Linked DNA regions of Mus musculus: region 1 is linked to region 2. Evidence: chromatin contacts called from public promoter capture Hi-C data. All regions are on one chromosome and are shown on one strand. The core of a region is the stretch at or near the end of the contact, and the rest is flanking DNA. Distances in the headings are between cores, read along the strand shown.

Region 1 (6,199 bases), core at 2,549-5,048, 540 kb after region 2:
TATGTGTACCCTCAATCATAATAGGTTTCTCAAAGACATAAAGCTTTATGAAAAAATGGATATCATCTGATTTATGAGTGCATTCACTAGCACAGGTATTGCTCAGTGGTGTTTACCTACTGGTGAGTAGTAGGTAATAGAGAACATTATTAAATCATTCAGTCTAGTGAGATGGATAGGTAAAATCAGGGACACTGTGAGCATCCTTTAGTAAGACACATGTGATGAATGAAGAATAAACTGAAGACTTGGGCTGGAAGGTAATCGATGGGAATGACAAGAAATGATCGTGTATAACACATGTAGGTAAATATCTACCAAAAATTGGTAGAGATTGCCATGTATGCCTAGAATCTCAGCACAAGGCCAGCCTCTGTTACATAGTGAGTTAGAGGCTAGCCTGGGCTTCAGGAGATCCTACATCAAAGGACCAAAGGAGAAATTGGTTCAAACTGTTAACACCTTAAAGGATAGTTAAACAAACAGCAGTTTGATATATTGAGTGCTTGAGTCTTTAATAAAAGTGAATGAATAACATTGTGAGGGAGGGAAGCAGTAATGTAGAAGTCTGGTGGTAGAAGAGTTAGAAGAAACAGATGTAATGTTGAATGTTAGTTTTAGACTTTTGTTCAGAGATGATTATAAGAGTGATTAAATTAGGAAGGTAAAGATACCAGAAGAATTATTTTGCGATAGAACTAAGGCAGTCAAACTCCACATGCCTACACTTAAAAGGGGAAAGTAAGGATCAAAGTAGAAAGCCTAACAATTAGTCAGAAAAGCATATTACATCAGGCAGCAGGAGCCGATAGTAGAGAAAAGTTAAACAAGGAGAAAATAATTAACCACGTTGGCTTGGGAAAGAGAAGAGAAAATGGCAAGTCTAAATGAATGCAAACTGAGCAGGCATTTCCCAGAGGGTGTGGGCTGAGGACCAGAACATTTGCAAAAGTGTTGAGAGATTAAAATATAAGGTCCTAGATGACTAATCATAGTGTATTATTGTTAGTTAGTTTTCATCTTCAGGTTAAGGAGCAGGGCTCAGACTCTGGAGACCACCAAGAATGTAACAGCAGAATGGAAATAAGGTCAGACGGGGAAGAGCAACATTTTGCTCAGGCTGCAGATGTCCCGATTTCAAATAAAGCGCAAAAGCCCTAGGTTTGGGAGAAGAGGAGAGACTGATTGATCCTGAGGGTGGATGGCTGGGGAAGGTAAGGGGGAACTTGGCGAAACCAACACTCTTATGTCCACTGTGTAGGACTTTGTGATAGTCTTACAAGCACTGTCTCATGGACCCTATTAAATGTCTTTACACACACTTCAAATTGTACGAGCATGAAATGAAGATCAGACTGGTGAGGGGATGTCAGGTTGACAGATTCAACTAATTTATTAGCAAATTCTCCTGCAGACAAAAGTGGGTATGCTTGCCCTCAAGAGGCTACCCTTCACCATGGCCAAAGCTCAGAAGAGCAGCTGTACCTCACTAATTCACTAGGTTCTGGGACAGTGATGAGGGCACAGGGCACAATGTGAAGGGAACAGTGACAGTAGGCATCCTGGAAAAGGAGAAGAAACACTAGATTTGTTTTTTAAGTTATCCATTTTACATCCTGCTCAAAGCCCTCCTCCTTGGCACCCTCCCCTCCTACATCCCTTTCTCCATTTCCCCTCCCCTTCTCCTCTGAGTGTATCCTCCCACCCTGGCACTTTAAGTCCCTATGAAGCTTCCTTACCTACTGAGGCCACACAAGACAACCCACCTAGAAGAACTTATTCCAGGTACAGGCAACAGCTTTTGGCATAACCCCTTCTCCAGTTGTTTGGGACAGATTTCTTAGAGAAGACAGTCTCTTGGTCTTCTCCAGAATTGAAGTAGGGCTTTCTTTCTGTGATGTTCTGGCCTTGCTGAAAAAGGTGACTTCCAGATGATAGAATAATATGTCTTAGCTTATGTCTTCAGCCAACAGTTCACACGGGAACTGTAGAACTCACAACAGTAAAGAACAAAGGGGCCTTGTACACTCTGAGAAGCACTGGAGAGCCAGGATTATTAAACAGGTGGCTTATGTCTTCTTTGGAATGGGATGAATAGCAGTTCTTCAGGGAATGCCAGGAATGATGTGGGTTTACAACCTTTGCTCTTTGATGAAACAGGCTCTGCCCATATCTCCCAGAATTTGTTTTTACTTATCATTGCAGACTCTTACCTTAAACTGTGAGCACTGCTTTTAGACCATAAACCCCGCCCTCATGAGGGACGTTACCTGTACCTTACCACAGCCTTTACCACAGGAGGCTGATGTTATCTTAGGGCGAGGCAATGCTGAAACCCACAGGCATCACTTATCCCTCAGTCAAGCTCCCTAGAGCCTAAGTCTTGGGCACTATCTCTTAGTCAACAGTACCCGTTCTTGTGGAAAAAAAAAAAAAAGCCAGGTGTGCTTTGTAAAGGACCTCAATGTAACATTACATTGTTGTGAGCTTGGGCCTGAGTTCATTGCTATCTGAAAACCTTTTGTTCCAAAATTGTGCTGTGCTTCACTATGGCTAAAGTAAAACAATCTAGGCTAGACCAGCACCAGTTACAACAAAATGGGGCTGAGCTGAGTTTTATTCATCTCTTCCTAAATTGTTTTGTTGTTGCTGTTGTTGTTTTGTTTTTCCTGCCTGCTGTGAAACCTGCAGGGAATTACCACACCACAACCCTCTGATGTGACAGTGGCTCACACTGTCTCCCTAGGTTCTTTTTGGCTGACTCCAAGGAAAGAAGGAAGGAAGTTGTCAGCGTGTAGCTGTCCAGTTGCTGCAGCTGGCTCTAGTTCCCCTGTGAAGTTAATTATGTCAAAGTCAGCTTCTGAATTGTGCCTACCCAAGGGCCTGAAAGCCACAGGGACACATGTCTTCATGACTGTGTCTGGAGTGCAGGATTGTTGAAGTCATTCCTGGTGTGTTGAAACTTCTCTGCTTGCTCCTCTCCTGATCTATTACTTTTCTAGAAGTGTCCAGTAACTCCCTGGACACATCTCCTGTTAGAGAAGTCCAGTGGTCTAGAAGAAGGTTAGAAGAGATGAGGAAGGCTCTAAAGGGAGTATCAATTAACCAGCGAGTGCTGAAATCCTGTGTGCAGGGGTTTTTTTCCCCAGAGGCTGAAGAGTTACTGGGGGAAAAAGTATGAATAACAAAGTACCAAAAATACTGTAAAATGATCAATTGTTACAATTGATTATACATTACAGTGTGCTCAGTAATGTATTAGCCTATAATAAAGTAATATATCAAAATCCAAGGTCATGATTACTATTATCATACTTTACTCTGCATTGTGAAATGTTTTATTCATCAATACTACTATGACTTGCAATATCATTAGTAATCAAGAAAGTTCATTAAATAGTAGTTAGAAGGAAGACAGGTCTTTAAGAAAAACTTTCATCTTTTTTCCCTTTTTTGATTAGATATTTTCTTTATTTGTTTTTCAAATGTTATCCCCTTTCCTAGTTTCCCCTCCAAAAACTTTCTCTCATCTTAATAGGTTTTCCCAGCATGTTGCTGTTCTTTGTTTAACTCATAAACAACTAAAGTTCAAGAAAGTGAACTTGGGCATTGCATGCAGCTAGTGGGTGTTGCAACTCACTACCTCACCCCTCACTCTATCAAAACTGGTTCAATTAGTAATTTTTCTGAAGTTACTGGGACTTTCTGATATAGGAAGTACAGGCACAATAACAGTCCTCAACCTGTTAAGCACCACTTCCTGTGCAGTGAACACAGAAGAAGGAAGGGCTGGAGACAGTTACAAGTTCACAAGAAGGAACCAAGGATCAGCCTGAGAGAACCCAGAGTTAAGGCTCTTCGGGTTCCTGAGAGCTCGGCTGGAAGTGACTGGGTGACAAGGCACACAGGCTCAGGTAGGCAACCCTGAAGGGACTTCCCTCTGTGTAGCACTCTGTTTCTGGGACTGAGTTACAAGAACTTGCTGATGCTCATGAAAGCAATGGAGACACGGGGGCTCTTTAGAATTAAATGGGCAAAGGCACAGGGCATCTGGCTTACCTCTGTCCTGGCCATTTTAGCTGCATAATCTTGGTGATCACTGACATAAGGAGCAGAACTCTCAGGTCATTCACTGATTAGGCAGCCTAAGGGCTGAGAATAGCACAGAGAACAGAAGGGAGCCAAGATGAGCTCAGAAACCGATTCCCCAGGGAACATGGTCCTTCCACCTAACAAGGGCATGATTGTCAGTATCATGACAAAACTTGAAAAAAGCTTAGGACTCCAGGACTTCTCATATGGGTGCATTCAGCTGCTTCTTCACACTGAAGAGACTTAAACACAGGCTGCCCCTGGCAGGTGGGAAAATAAGGAGAGAACCAGAGTCAGAGACAGCTGTGCCGCCACACACAACTGTGTGTAGGCAACTGGTCAGTAATGAGAACTTTGCCTGTTTATTTAGCATTTATTTGATGTTGCTGTGCAAAGCATCATTACTTCCTCATATACATCAAAGTTTTGATTCTGAATTTGTTACTGATTGTGATTTTATTAATTAATGTAAAGGATTGTTTTCAAGAATAAAAACACTAGATTATGTCTACTAAAATATGATAAAATGTGAGGTGCTAATCCTAAAATTGGCACTATTAGACACACGAAACAGATGCATAGGGTTGCACGTTTTGAGTGGTACATAGCATGGATTGGAAAGCACTGAAGGCTGACTTTAGTACCTCATGGATAGCAAAGCAGCCGGACAGTGCAAGTCATTGAATAAAGACAATGCACTTGTTCTAGGTGAAATTGGGAAAGAGCCAGAGCTACATCTGACAAATTTTGTGTAAACATTTGGGCATAGAAACAGAAACCTGTGGGGATCCAGGATTTCCCTTCCTATGAGGTGTTTATTATCTAAAATCATTGTGGTGTGTTTAACATTTTGAAAAAAATAACTCCTAAATCTGAGATGTGATGGTTTTACATTTCTCTGTACCAGCAGTTTCTTCTGCCAAAGGACAGGTCAAGGATGCCCAAAGGTGCACAGTCTGGGAGGTGGGGGCAGAACTGGGAAGCATGGTTTGTTTTGTTTGTTGTTATTTTATGTTCAAAGCCAAGGCACTTAATGACTTACTGAAAATTCATGTGCTGTGTACTCTGATCATGCTTTTCCTTCCCATTTCTTTTCCTAGATCCTCTCAAACTATCCAACACTATCCAACTTTGCATCTTCTCTCTCTCTCTCTGTCTCTGTCTCTGTCTCTGTCTCTCTGTCTCTCTCTCTCTGTCTCTGTCTGACTCTCTCTGTCACTGTCTCTCTGTCTCTGTCTCTGTCTCTGTCTCTGTCTCTCTGTCTCTCTGTCTCTGTCTCTGTCTCTCTGTCTCTCTGTCTCTCTCTGTCTCTCTCTGTCTCTGTCTCTCTCTCTCACACACACACATTAGCAAAAACAACAAAAAAGGAGAATGAAATGTAAATCAACCAAGCAAACAGAACCAAAACTAAACCAAACCACTACAATGGGCACAGTATTTTATCACACCTGAGTCCATTTTCTCTTCCAGCCGTGGGAGCTCAATCATGATTCCACAAGTAGTGACCAGTGAGACTGTGGCAATGATTTCGCCAAATGGAATGAGTCTTCCCCAAACAGACAAACCCCAGCCTTTCCACCAGTGGCAAGACAGCCTGAAGAAACATCTAAAGGCTGAGATCAAAGTGATGGCGGTAAATCCCACTCAGAACATCCTGGGGTGGGTAGAGGGCAGAGGGTGAGGCTCTATGTATTAGGACCAGAGATAAATTTGGGTGGGGGGAGCCTTCAGTTTTGACAGAATGATCACAGAGTGGCCAGTACATTGGTGGAAGCCCCATGGCAAGCTGCTTACATCACTAAAACCTTCTAAAATTGGCAAATAATTCCGTTTATTATGATGAACTTGGACTACACTTCAATGACCTTATTCCATGTGTCATTGAGATTTTGTTGTTTAGTTCTCTTTTTTTTTCTTTTCATTTTTGAAGCGTACCTTACTAAGTTATTTTATTGGTGAAAATATTTGTAGCTACATTCTAGGTGCTCTCTGAGTGTAAAAAGCTCTTCTCCTCCTTAGTGAAAAGAGACGGTACAGAAAGACCATTGGTTCTCTACTCTGTGTTCATTCTAGAATCACAAATGCAACTATTTTGGGTAAAGGGAGA
Region 2 (6,693 bases), core at 1,583-4,082:
AGTCATGTGGCCAGAGCTGCCAAGTTCTGCTGTTTGGTGGAGGGGGAACTTAGCCCCCTTGCTCAATTACATTTTCATGAGCTTTCTGTTGTTGTTGGTTTCCTTCACTACTTAAACTTTTCTCTAATTCCTTTTCACAGGTTGGACGCTTAGCTGGGTAGGGTCTAGCCCTGAGGTCACTACTCCTCTATTCTATTTAATATCAGGTTTTTCTTTAAACTTTTTATCTTCTTGAGCACTGGACTTGGCTCCGACACCACCTAGCCTAATACTCATTTTCTTTTCATAGTTTACATTTTATATTTCTTTTTGTCAAACTTACTCCTTTTCATTGTATACCTGCACAAGAGTGACTACTAATAACCACATGACATAGCCAATACTAGGCTGTCTTGAAATCATCCATTTTAACACCATTAATCCAAAACCCTTCAATTTAACCCCAGACAGAATTTTAGGACAAGGGCAGAAAGCAGTCACCTTCTTCACCAAATACCACATGAACAGTTTCTAGGCCACTTACTACTAATCTTCCTTTCTGAAATCTCTTGAGCCAGGCTGTCATAATCTACATTGCTTTCAGTACCTCTGTCTTCCATGCTTCTGTTAGTAAGTGTGTTAGTTCCCATTAAACCCCACTTAAAGTGTTCAACAAAACATTTTAAGAATTTAAAGTCTCCAAGTCTTCCATATTTCTTCAGCAAACAGCATGGTTAGGCCTGGTACCAACTTCTATCTTAATTACCATGAAGAGGGGAAGAGGCACCATGACCAAGGTAACTTATAAACAAAAGCATTTGATTGGGGGCTTGCTTTTGCTTACAGTTTCAGAGTTTTAGTTCATTATCATCACAGCAGGGAGCATGTCAGCTGGCGTGACTCTGGTGAAAGAGCTGAGAGCTTTACGGAGGCTGAGTGGGGGTGGGGCTAGACCTGGAATGGGCTTTTGAAACCTCAAAGTCCACCTCCAGGGACACTCTTCCTCCAACAAAACTACACCTCCTAATCCTTCTAATCCTTTCAAATAGTATCATTGGCTTTTGTTAGTCACTCTCTGGTGACTAAGCATTCAAATGTATGAAGCTATCGAGGCCCATTCTTATTCAAACCACTACACCAGGTGGCTAGCCTCCTCAATAGTGCAGTCTTTCTCCCTCCTCAAACTTCCTCTCCTGGGCTTAGGTTTTCCCTGGAGTCCATCTTTTAGTAATAAACCCATAGAATGCTTGTGCCCTGTTACCTTGCCCACCTTATCTTCAGGACTGGGCAGACTGCCCTGGGGTGAAGGTAGACTGGCAGGATGGGAGGGGCAGAGGGAGAATTTTTTGGTCTTCTCTCCCAGGCTCCTCAGCTAGAGGAGCCACAGACCCAGCTGTCTGGTGTCTTAAGGAACCGTAGGGTCTTGGTGATTTATACTCAGCCTCAGACTTTCTGCAAATCTCTCCCGTTTCCTTAGCCTGTGGGAGGCAGAGACAGAGCTAGGAGGATTCTGTAACCTTTTAGTGGGCCAGAACATGAATCTTCCAAGCAGACAGGCCAGGCCTAGCCCTGGCTCTGCTCCTGCATCTCAGTGTCTAAGTCTGTTTCTATGGATACACAGGAACACTAGTGCTTGCCTGAGGGTGGGCTGCAAAGATTAATTGGGCCAGGGCCAGAGGTTAGAATTTAGTAATAAAAGCCAATGATACCTGCCCTACAGCCTGAATCTCACCTGACCTCTGTCTGGTTTTCTGTTAAGAGAGGTCCCATTCTAATCTCCAGGATGGGGAGTTCATTGCTTCTATCTGACTCCTGCTCAGAGCAAGGAGGAAATCAGCTATGGGATCCTGATAGCTGGGAAGGTTGTGTCGAGGAGAGTGTGTGGAGACAGTTATCTGGGAGCACACAGGACTGCCCTTCAGGATTTTGTCTGCAGAGCAATGAGCTGGTTGCCAGGGAATGTCTAGAATGGATAAGATCTGTCCATGGGAGGTCTGGGTTAGAAGGTTGAGAAAATCTTGATGGGAATGTGACCCTAAGCAGACAGTGCAGAAGAAGTCAAGAGAGCAGAGAGGGTAGTGTAGTGTGTGTTTACACATACGTGTGTATGTGTATATAATATGTGCACATATATGTACATATATGTAGATGTATGTATGGGCATGTTAGGCAGAGAAAGGCAGGTACCGAGAGGTATGGAGTCAGTGTGACAGAGTGGCTGCTGGCAGCCACCCTTAGAAGATTGGGTTTTCAGTTATGTTAGGTCAGAAGGGGCCCTGGCATTTGCAAAGTAAACTTTCTCGAGGTCTCAGGGCTGGGCACTTGGTGTAAAGGGAAGATATGGGAAAAAGAGGGTGGAATTTCCCAAGTGTCTTCCTTGCTTTGCTTTTTCAAATCTGTCTCTCTGTGTGCTCAAGGTTCCAGGGTTAGAAGGGACGGGGTGTCATTCCTCTTAGCTCTCAGAATCACCAACTGATCCTGGGTAGTGGGCTGGGCTCCTGGTAGCAGACTCCTTCCTGGAGAGAGGCCCGTAGTAACCCCACTTCCCAGGACTTCATAGCATGGAACATTTGTTCTCCAGCTGTTGTGGACATTGCTTGATAAACAGTTCCTGTTCACTTCTGGGGGGGTCAAGTTTCAGCCACTCACCACCAGCTTGCAGCTACTGACTGACGAGCACAAGAGGCTGATCTCTTGTGTTAAGACTGAACCCCACTTGAGGCCCTGATGACCCTCCCTTGTTTGTTTCTGCTGTGGAGAGGGGGTACTCACCTGGCCCCGGGAACTCTGTTGTAGGCTTCAGCTGTGCCTGACCATCCAGAGCTGCCTCAGCACAGAGCCAGAGGTGGAAATCAGAACATCTTTATGGCTTTAGACTTTGGATTCTTTTCTTTCTGGGACCCACCCCTTGCTCACACTCCCAGCTAATCAGAGATGCATGTCTGGACTAGATCCTTCAAAACCATCTGCTTCCAAACCTGGGCAGGTGAAGATCTGAGTCTCCTTCCTTATGTCTCCCTTTAACAGCTGAGACAGTTAATGTTGCAGTGATGACATTTCAGTTCATGGAGCAGTTCATTGTCAAGTTGGTGAAGGCAGCATTTGAATGAGTTGATTATTAAAATTCTCAAATTTTTATTTGTGTGTGTGTGTGTTGATGTGGGTGGCTGATATGAGTGTGTGATTGATGTGTGTCTGTGTGTCTGTCTGTGTGTCTGTGTGAGTGTGTGTAGGTCAGAGGACTTTGTGAAATTGATTCCTTCTTTCCACCTTTCCACAGTGCTGAGGTCTGAACGGATATTGTCAGGTTGTGCAGTAACTTTAGCTTCTGAGACACCTTTCTGGCCCCTCAAAGAATCTTTTAATTTTTTGAAAGTTAAAGTATCCACAATAGTGGTTACAATGACCCTGCCCTGGGCCTTGTGTCCCTCCTCAAACCAGCCATGGTCATCCTAAGTTCTTGCTTGACTTTGGTCTCTGGTGGTAAGCCAGACAGATGTATTGTCATCTGTGTAAGCATGGTAGTGTTTGTCTTAAAAGGTATGGTCACGTGACCACAAGTAACAGGAAGCCCTGATTGAGAGTGAAGTCCAGCCACCACCAAGCTTGCAGCGCATGTGACTTACAGAGAACTTATATCTAAGGCATGTTTGGATCTTGACCATGGACATGGTGAGATGAGAATGTGTAACTTCAAGCTGTCCAGTCTGTCTCATGCAGAACTAGATAACTACTGTGCTTTTTCTATCTTTTTCCTCTGGTTTTTAAAGACGGAGAATACACATTTAATTGTTAATATTTAATATACATATTAAAGTGTATGCAGCATATGCAGTTAGGTAAATTTGTATGTATATATGTGTATGTTGGTTTATTTGTGTGTATTATTCTCTATCTTACTTTTCTTTCTTTTTTAAAAAACGATTTTATTATTTAATATGTATAATTGTTTTTGTTTGTATGCATGTCTGTGCACCACATGCGTGCCTGGCACTCTCAGAGGCCAGAAGAGGGTGTCAGATCCCTTTGAGCTAGAGCTACTGACAATTGTAACTGCCATGTGGCAAGTGGGTGCTCGGGAGGAATCAAACCTTGGTCCTCTGGAAGAGCAGCCAGTACGCTTAACTACTGCTGAGCTGTCTCTCCAGTCTTCTTACTGTGTGTGTGTGTGTGTGTGTGTGTGTGTGTGTGTGTGTGTGTGTGAGACCACGTGTACACACACAGAGGCACGTGCACACACACAGAGGCACGTGCACACACTAAAGTTAGTGTTATTGACGATGCTCCAAAATGGAATTAACCTGGTTATCCATCAACAGGTAAATCAATTAAACTGATAGAATAAAACAAAAGGTTTATAGTATTGAAAATAATAAAATAAAAATATAAGATGTTACAGATAAATCTCTAACATTTCATTCAGTCAAAAGAGTCAGACACAAAGATACACACATACTATATAATTTCATTTGTGTGATGATTAAAAGCAGGCAGAGCTAGTGATGTTTAAAGAAATAAATAAGAGTCGAGCTTTTTAAAAAGCTTCCCACCTGCTCTGAGCAGAACTGACTCATTGTGGGAATAAGGCCAAGAATTTGTTTCCTTGCCCCACCCACCTTTGATTATTAAGTATAGTCAACAACTGTGGAATGACCAAATAGGGAGCTAAGTAAGAGCCCCTGGGAGTAGTGAGAGCGCCCCCTATAGTTCTCGCACTGAAGTGCCACCCTGTTTGTCATCAGTCAGAAACTCAACCTGATGAAAACTGAGGGGTAGGTAGCCTTGGGGTGTGATTAGGATTAGAAGGCTATGGGGATGAGGGCATAAATGAATCCTAGTACTTTATCAGAAACAGAGAAGAATCAGATTCGCATGCATGATTTTCCTGCCTTTTGTTGAGCAATGCTTTGTGCCACCTTTAGACTCTGCCTGGAGGACAGACTCACCACTGTACGTGAACGTTTGACCTTCAATCTCCAGAACAGCGAGGTAAATAAATCTCTCTCCTTTATTAAAGTTAGGATCCTTGGGTATTTGATAATAGATCGATGCTTCATCCTATGTAAAAACAGAACTCTCTGAGGTTAGGCAAGCTAGGGTTCTCCAACAGAAATTATTGAAGAAATATCTGCCATTATTTAGACTAGGTTTTCTCTCAGATTTTTTAAAAAAAGATTTATTTATTATTATATCTAAGTACACTGTAACTGTCTTCAGATGCACCAGAAGAGGGCATCAGATCTCATTACGGATGGTTGTGAGCCACTATGTGGTTGCTGGGATTTGAACTTCGGACCTTCGGAAGAGCAGTCATCGGTGCTCTTAACCACTGAGATATCTCTCCAGCCCTCTTCTCTCAGATTTTTATCCAGAACCTTTGCTCATTGTCCTGAAACAGAAATGCCTGTTCCCAGATGGTATTTTGAGATCTCTTATTCCTGTCTGTCTCAGCATAAACTTGGTTGTGGTTATTGTGGGTTCTGAGTACTCAGTCAAGATATGAACAGGTTGGAAGGGAATCATGGGAGATGACATCAAGGAACAGTGGGAAAAGCATGAAGCTAATGATGTAATGACGATCTAGATGGTTAGAAAACGGGCATCTGGGGGGCTGGAGAGATGGCTCAGCGGTTAAGAGCACTGACTGCTCTTCTGAAGATCCTGAGTTCAATTCCCAGCAACCACATAGTGGCTCACAACCATCCGTAACAAGATCTGGCGCCCTCTTCTGGAGTGTCTGAAGACAGCTACAGTGTATTTACATATAATAAATAAATCTTAAAAAAAAAAAAGAAAAGAAAAAGAAAAAAGAAAGGGGCATCCGAACCAGACTGAGGTGGGAGGCTGGGCAAATCTGGTAAGACTTTGACGTGCGTACAGTCAGCACATCTTGAATTCATTAGTATTTGTTAAAGCCTACTCGTGATTAATGTCAGCACTCGGCAAGCATGTATGTAAGTTCCGTGTATTGTGGAATCTCATTAGCGTTCTCCTCCGTCCACACGCCGAGTTCAGGCCTCTGAAGGCTTCCTTTGTTCTCTTACTTGCCCATCCTAACTTTCAACCCAAGGTCTCTCATGGAACCTGGGACTCACTGATTCAGATAGATTTGTTGGCCATGCAGGCCCATGGGTTCCTCCACTCTGTGCCTCTCCAGTGCTGGGACTACAGACCCGTGTCACTGTGCCCAGCTTCTCACTTGCATGCTGAGCACAGAGACTCAGGTTCCTAACCACGGAGTCATCTCCCCTGTCTCCACACAAGTTGATTTTCACATATGCAATTACCCATGTGATCATCATCGAATTCAAGGCATGGAGATGTCCCTAACTGTAAGAAGTTACCATATCCTGCCTGCTCTTAATGGGGGTACTTGCCTGAATCTCCGATTAACCATGATTAAGCCCTCAGAAGATCCCAAACTTAAAAAGCAAATGCCACCACATTGAGACCAACTTAAAATCTAAGCCACGCTGTTTATTTTTCTCCAAAGTATAGATGATACAAGCCATATGTCAGGGCCTGTGAACACTGGGCTGAAGTGGTGACTCTCAGGGGCACTCCTGCTTTTCAGGCAGGGTTGGGGGAGTATGGAGTGGTTCAGTCTCCTCTGCAGCCTCCTGTCCTAGTAGGTGGGCAGAGCCAGAGTCAATGCCAATCTTCTGTTACAAATAAGGAGAAGGAGGTTCCGGGGTGGAGAAGAGAAATGCAGGG

Evidence for each region. Promoter capture Hi-C pulls out the DNA fragments that hold promoters and counts their contacts.
Region 1: a promoter capture Hi-C map of liver shows a contact between it and region 2. A contact is called at or near these places in 2 of 39 promoter capture datasets (liver and pre-B cells) and 1 of 130 datasets of targeted methods (effector CD8 T cells).

What each region holds. Positions count from the first base shown.
Region 1 is chr19:11,514,761-11,520,959 of GRCm38.p6, forward strand. It overlaps Ms4a6b (membrane-spanning 4-domains, subfamily A, member 6B), which reads left to right and starts at 3,799. Exons shown (of 7, transcript NM_027209.3): 1 at 3,799-3,914; 2 at 5,563-5,725. The coding sequence starts at 5,579.
Region 2 is chr19:10,971,868-10,978,560 of GRCm38.p6, forward strand. It overlaps Ms4a10 (membrane-spanning 4-domains, subfamily A, member 10), which reads right to left and starts at 2,833. Exons shown (of 9, transcript NM_023529.3): 1 at 2,752-2,833. It overlaps Ms4a15 (membrane-spanning 4-domains, subfamily A, member 15), which reads right to left. Exons shown (of 7, transcript NM_001034898.2): 7 at 6,440-6,693.